Linked DNA regions of Mus musculus: region 1 is linked to region 2. A link is a contact called in public HiChIP or PLAC-seq data. All regions are on one chromosome and are shown on one strand. The core of a region is the stretch at or near the end of the contact, and the rest is flanking DNA. Distances in the headings are between cores, read along the strand shown.

Region 1 (3,008 bases), core at 295-2,794, 300 kb before region 2:
CTGCGAATTCTCAAGCCGGCTGACATGGTGGTGGCTCATGTCTATATTCCAAGCACTTAGGAAATTGAGGCAGGAGAATTGCTGTGGGTTCAAGACCAGTCTGCAATATCTGATAAATTTTAGGATAGCCAGAACTACATAGTAAAATGTTTTCTTAGCTCCTTCCAAAAACAACAACAAAAACCCCAAACCAAAATGAACCCAAAACAAACAAAAAAGACCCACCAAAATCCAATCAACCAACAATAACAACAACAACAAAAAACAAAAAGAAAAAAAAAACACCACCACAACAAGAAACCCCTCTTTTTTTCCTCCCATGTATGTTTCCTAGTTTTGAAAGCCAATACTGGGCTGCACATGGTGGCACAGGCCGAACAGGCCTTTAATCTCAGCATTTAGGAGGCAGAGGCAGGAGGACCTCAGAGTCAGAGGCCAGCCTGGTCTATATAGTGAGTTACAATACAGCCAGGACTTCATTGAGAGAACCTGTTTCCCCAACTCCTCTCCACAAAAAGTAAAAATTGGGGCTGGTTAGGCAGCTCAGTGAATGAAGGTTGCCACCAACTCTGACCACCTGAGTTCAATCCCTGGGACTGACTATTAATGACTGCTCTAAGCTGTCCTCTGACCACCACGCATGCACGCATAGACGGACCAAATAGATGGCTAAGTAAGAATCGCCAGTCAGCACTTTAAAGTCTGCTCCTCCATCCTTCCTTCTCTCTGACAAATTCTTTAGCAATTTCTCTCAGTATTTGTTTCCATATTCCTAAATAGCATAATTTTACTTCTATTTGTTGTTTAGCTAAATTAATTAATTGGGTTTTGAAACCAGGTGGACAGACTATGCAGCCTGGGTTGGCCTGGAGCTCTACAGTCCAGGCTGGTTTGTGATCAGTCTCCTAAGCAAGCTGCTACTCCTCGCTGATAAACTTTTAAATGACCTAGTCTTATCCGTGGGTGGCCAACAAAAGCTGTAACTCAGCTGATCTTTCCACGGAAGCATCCTGGCCACCCACGTCTCGGACGTGGTGTTTGGCTGTATCTGTTTAATCTGTGAGAGAAGGGAAGGCTCAAGCTGCTGCTGCTGAAAGCAGGGACTTAACAAGGGCCCGTGGATGTGCAGAGGAACTGTGGCAAGCTTGTCATGACGTCTTCATTTTCCAGCGTCTCCTCTGCTACCTTCAACTTTGGGTCAGATTCCTGTTTAACTCTGTACAGTAGACATGTTAATCATTTAAGGATGTTCCTCTGGCAACCTCCCCCTTCAAGGCTGAAGGCACCAGAGAAGAATAGCAAAGGTATTTTTTTCAAGATTTGCAGGAGACATAATCAACACACCCCTGACAATCCCCTGCTCCAGAACGGCACCTCCAAGTCTCCAGTCAATGCTCTAAGCCTGATGTCATCTTGACAAACGCCACGTTGCCCTCCTGATTTCTTTCTGTGTCATTCTCTCCTTGGAGTCCATAGAGATAAGCATCCTGTGCAGCAGATCAGAACTGCCCCTGGCAGGCAGGGGCGATTGCCTCATCCTGATAAGACTCTGTATGACCAGTGCTCGGACAATGATCAACCAGACGGACCTGGCCTGACTGTGGCTGTGAGCTATAGTCCCCTCCATGGGGGGTGGGGTGGGGGAGGGTGAGAGTAGGGGTGATCTGAGGACATCCTTTCCTTCTGTCTTTCCAGAGCAGCCAGACTGAAAACAAGTTTTTCCCTATTGGTCACTTATCTCATTCTCTACACATGAGGCAAGTGGTCGCCCATGGTTCTGTAGGAATCCCCTGCACTAGGTTTCCTTAGCTTATGTTAGAGGTTGAGGGTAGCCTGGGCTACACAGCAGGAACTTGTCCCCAAACAACAACAACAACTGAAAACAAAAACAAAACAAAACAAAAACAAAACAAAACAAACAAAAAAACCTCCTAAAGGTCAATGACTTAATTTTTGCCTAAATGCTACTCTTACTAAGCCTGCTACTTCCTGTATGTTAATGTTTCCTTGATTATGGTGTAAATTTATTTCCCAGAGTATATAGCTAGTACTTTTTTTGTTTGTTTGTTTTGTTTTTCGAGACAGGGTTTCTCTGTATAGCCCTGGCTGTCCTGGAACTCACTTTGTAGACCAGGCCGGCCTCGAACTCAGAAATCCGCCTGCCTCTGCCTCCCGAGTGCTGGGATTAAAGGTGTGTGCCACCACGCCCAGCTTTTTTTTAATGTTTTTATTAGATCAGCTTTACAATTTTTAGTTCACCGCAAACTTCCAGGGCAGTTAGGCATATTAGATACTCACTCACCACCTCATTTCCTCTGTTTCATTTTATTACTATTGTTTACATTAGCGTGTGTAAGTCAGGGGACAACTTTCAAGTGTCAGTACTCTCCTTCTACTAAGGGATCTGGGCTGGAACGTGTGTTGTCAGGTTTGCATGGCAAGTACTCTATCCACTGAGCAACCCTCCCTGTTTTCTCCTTCTTAGTTCAGAGCCGGTTTTCTCAATGTGCCCTTCCCCCTGCTCCACTTGATGGGCTTTGTGCCCACTGCCCAGGATTTTCACATTGTCCAGCGCGACAGCATCTTAAGTAATTCTCTCAGAAAACTGATTTCAAAAAAAGGCCAGTGGCACTCAAATGCCTTGCTCTTTATAGCACTTTTTAGCAAGTGCTTTTCTCTTAAAAATGTAAAGCCTAGGTGGGCACTACTCTTTTATTATTTAATATGTGCACTGATGAATAGGTTTTTAAATTTCTTTAATCCCCCTCCCCAACTCTCCCCCTCTCTCAAGTGTTTCTGTTTACAACTTCTACTGTTTAGACATTAGATTTCTTGGTTTAACCTCTTGGTCCCCTTGCTCTCTTCACTCACAGGGCGAGGAGTACTCTTCAGGTGAGCCAATGTCCCGCTCCTTCTCTACGCTCTCTTAATAACCCTTCTACCACTGCAGCCTCTTCTTTTAGTTCAACAAGCTCTGGAGGGCGCCCTGAAGAACTACTTCATAAAGA
Region 2 (2,797 bases), core at 18-2,517:
CTTTTTCGAAAATTCCCTTGTTTTCCCTACAATGAATTTATGTTAGCTCCATACAAGCTCAATGGCTGCGGGTAGAACCAAGGGACGGGACACATCTAGTCAGTATGTGTGTGGTGCTAGATTAGATCCCCCTCCCCACCAGCCAATAATAATCAGTAAGTAGAGTTCATGAAGATGAAGTTCAATTCGAGTGACAACTTCATACAACTCAATTTTAAATCAAATCATTATTCTGATGACAAGTCCACTATATGCCACCAATAATAGCATCTAAATTAGGATGAATCCTTCCACATCCGCATTTATTAACGTTCAAAGTATCTTAAAATTTCATTAAACCTTATAAAGGCCGTTAGAGCCCTAAAATAGCAGGTCACAACTTCACCTCCCATTTTCTAACTCTGCAAAATAAATAGATTCCAGTTTTTATCCCACCTCTCCCTACCTCTCCCTAGAAATAAATGGTGGATTGGAAGCCAGGGGAAGGCTCGCAGACCTGGAATGTGGTCTAGCTGTCTCAAAGGAACTGAGATTATGCTAGATACCCGTAAGCTTCTTCATTGAAGACACAATCGTCGGACACGACGATGAGACCACAGGTTAGATGCAGGTTAAAGACAATCTAGAGAAATCAGGCCCAGCAAGGTGGGGCCTCTGGACCGCCGAGACAAACAAGTTCAAGAGGAATTCGAAGCAGAAGTGGAAAGAGTCCACAGGAGGCAAAGTACAAGGGAACAACAGTCCAGGGAAGATTCCAAGGAGGGGTGGGGCATTCGAAAGGTGGGAAAGATGTGCGTTCCAGAACTTGATTCCCAGCAGGAATCCATTAACTTTCCCAAAGACTTAAGAGCCACCTCCCCAGCTCAGCAGAGAGAGGCCGGAGGGACGCGAGGCCCACTCGAGGCCAGGTCGGTTCCTCTGCTCCCTCCCCTCCCTCCCACCGACCGCGGGGAGGCTCCGCCCCGCTGCGGGAGGCCGCGGGCCGCTAGATCCGCGAGCACGCGCGATCGCTGCGCTCGCAGGCCGGCCAGCCGGGCCTGGAAGTCCGCGCCTGGCTGGCTGGGTGGGTAGCAGGCCGCCGCTAGGCCTGCGAGCTGCCCAGGGCACTGCCCGTGGGCTCGGGACGCGGCTCCCGCGCGATCCCTGCTCGGTGCGCCGCGAGCGTTACCTGATCGGGCGACGGCGGGGTGGGAGCCCCGGGGCTGCGGGCACGGACGGCCTCCTCACCTGGCGGAAGTACAGCTGCTGCCCTCACCTGGACGGAAGTGCGGCCGCCTCCTCACCTGGGCCGCTCTCCACCTCGCCGGAGGCTGGGCGGGGCGGGGCGAACGGGGCTCGAGCCCCCGGGCGTCTGCGCGCCTGTGAAGGGTCCGGGGGACGAGTGGGGCGACCAGCCCTGGAGAGGAGGCCGGAGGCCTTTGCGTCCAGGTACAGAGTTGTGGGCCACCAGCGCTGACCCAAAACCGAGACCCCAAACAAACGACAAGTCCACTTAGCCCCTAGCCCGAGGCCCCTCTGATCCAGCCTTCTTGTGTCCCTTTTGTTTGCCAGATTTGCTGACTCAATGTAAAAGATCGTAAATGTCAATCTGTGTCCCAGTCATCCTAAGGGTAATTATGAGTGTCTTTCTTATTTAGAATTTTGATGATAAGCATTTACATTATTTAATATAGGCTACTCAAAGGCTAAAGAGAATCAATCATCAGATATCTTACTGAATAAATGTGCTATTAGGCACTGTGATTGACAGGGATGAGAGATAAAATGGTATCCTCAAAAGATGAATATAATACAAGCAACAGCAACACTAGGGCATTTGCTGGTTATGCGTTTGATACTTCATGGCTGTGTGATAATTTCAGGGAAATAACATTTGTTAGGCCTTGTAAGAAGGTATGTAATTTCCCCGCTAATGTAAGGAATAAAGAGAAGATATGCATTTTCATCTGTCCTGTTCAACATACTATTGGAAACTTATGCCAAAGCAAACAGCGGTCATGGCTGGGTGGTGGTGCACACCTCTAATCCCTATATGCTCTGGGGTTTCAAGTAGTATTGTGAATCCCTGTCTCAAAAAAAAAAAAAAAAAAAAAAAAAAAAAACACACTAAGAATAGAAATAAAGGGCACACTAATAGAAAAGAAGCAAGTAAAATGGCATTTGTGGATGTCAGTATTAAAGGTAGAAAATCAATGATGACTGGACAAGATGACTCAGTGGGTAAAGGAAGGTGCTGCCCAAGTCTGTTCGCCTGTGTTCAAGTTCTATCCCAGGAAGCCATATAGTGAAAAAACCACACCTACTACAGCAAGTTGTTCTTTGAGCTCCATATTCCCCCAGCACCCCCCCCCATGCCCTCTCACACACACAAATGTAAAAAAATAAATAAAACAAAAAAACCACATACAAGAGAGTTGCTGTGAGTTCAAAATCAGCCTAAGGTACAGAGTGAATTCAGGCCAGCCTGGACTACTGAAGTAGATATCAGGACGTACCTTGTCTCAAAAATAAATACACAGTACATGAATAAAATTTTAAAATCGGTAGCTTTTCATAACAAACAATGGGGCTTGGTAAAAAATGAAATCAAGAAAGTAACCCCATTCATAATAAAAAAACAAATAAAGAAAACATAACGCTGGTATCTTAGCTTTCTTGCCCGTGAGTGCTGGCTAGTCTTATGGGAGCTTGGCACAAGCTAGAGTCATCTCAAGGGAGGGAACCTCTCTCGAGAAAATGCCTACATAAGATCCAGCTGTAGCACATTTTCTTAGTGATTGATGGGGAAGAGCCCAGC

The links. HiChIP or PLAC-seq counts read pairs in DNA pulled down with a chosen protein or histone mark.
Region 1: a contact with region 2 is called in an H3K27ac HiChIP or PLAC-seq map of extraembryonic endoderm stem cells, with 5 times the contacts expected there. The contact joins the enhancer-like site here to the promoter of Patj in region 2. A contact is called at or near these places in 9 of 39 promoter capture datasets (the 3T3-L1 cell line, 3T3-L1-derived adipocytes, cranial neural crest and 6 more), 1 of 15 datasets of contacts at CTCF or cohesin (the NIH/3T3 cell line), 2 of 484 Hi-C or Micro-C datasets (brown adipocytes and extraembryonic endoderm stem cells), 18 of 115 datasets of contacts at active chromatin or transcription factors (the NIH/3T3 cell line, astrocytes, cardiomyocytes and 11 more) and 2 of 9 other capture datasets (embryonic stem cells and pancreatic islet).

What each region holds. Positions count from the first base shown.
Region 1 is chr4:98,692,212-98,695,219 of GRCm38.p6, reverse strand. The region is part of intron 42 of Patj (PATJ, crumbs cell polarity complex component); the gene reads right to left. Among named protein-coding and RNA genes, the nearest start is that of Gm35137, 5.4 kb to the left of the region's middle. Within about 2 kb of position 1,544, at least 21 of the 459 cell types and tissues checked have an H3K27ac peak or open chromatin away from gene starts, as enhancers often do. A contact at or near this core is called in extraembryonic endoderm stem cells and trophoblast stem cells, where this site is marked.
Region 2 is chr4:98,394,296-98,397,092 of GRCm38.p6, reverse strand. It overlaps Patj (PATJ, crumbs cell polarity complex component), which reads right to left and starts at 1,267. Exons shown (of 44, transcript NM_172696.2): 1 at 1,169-1,267.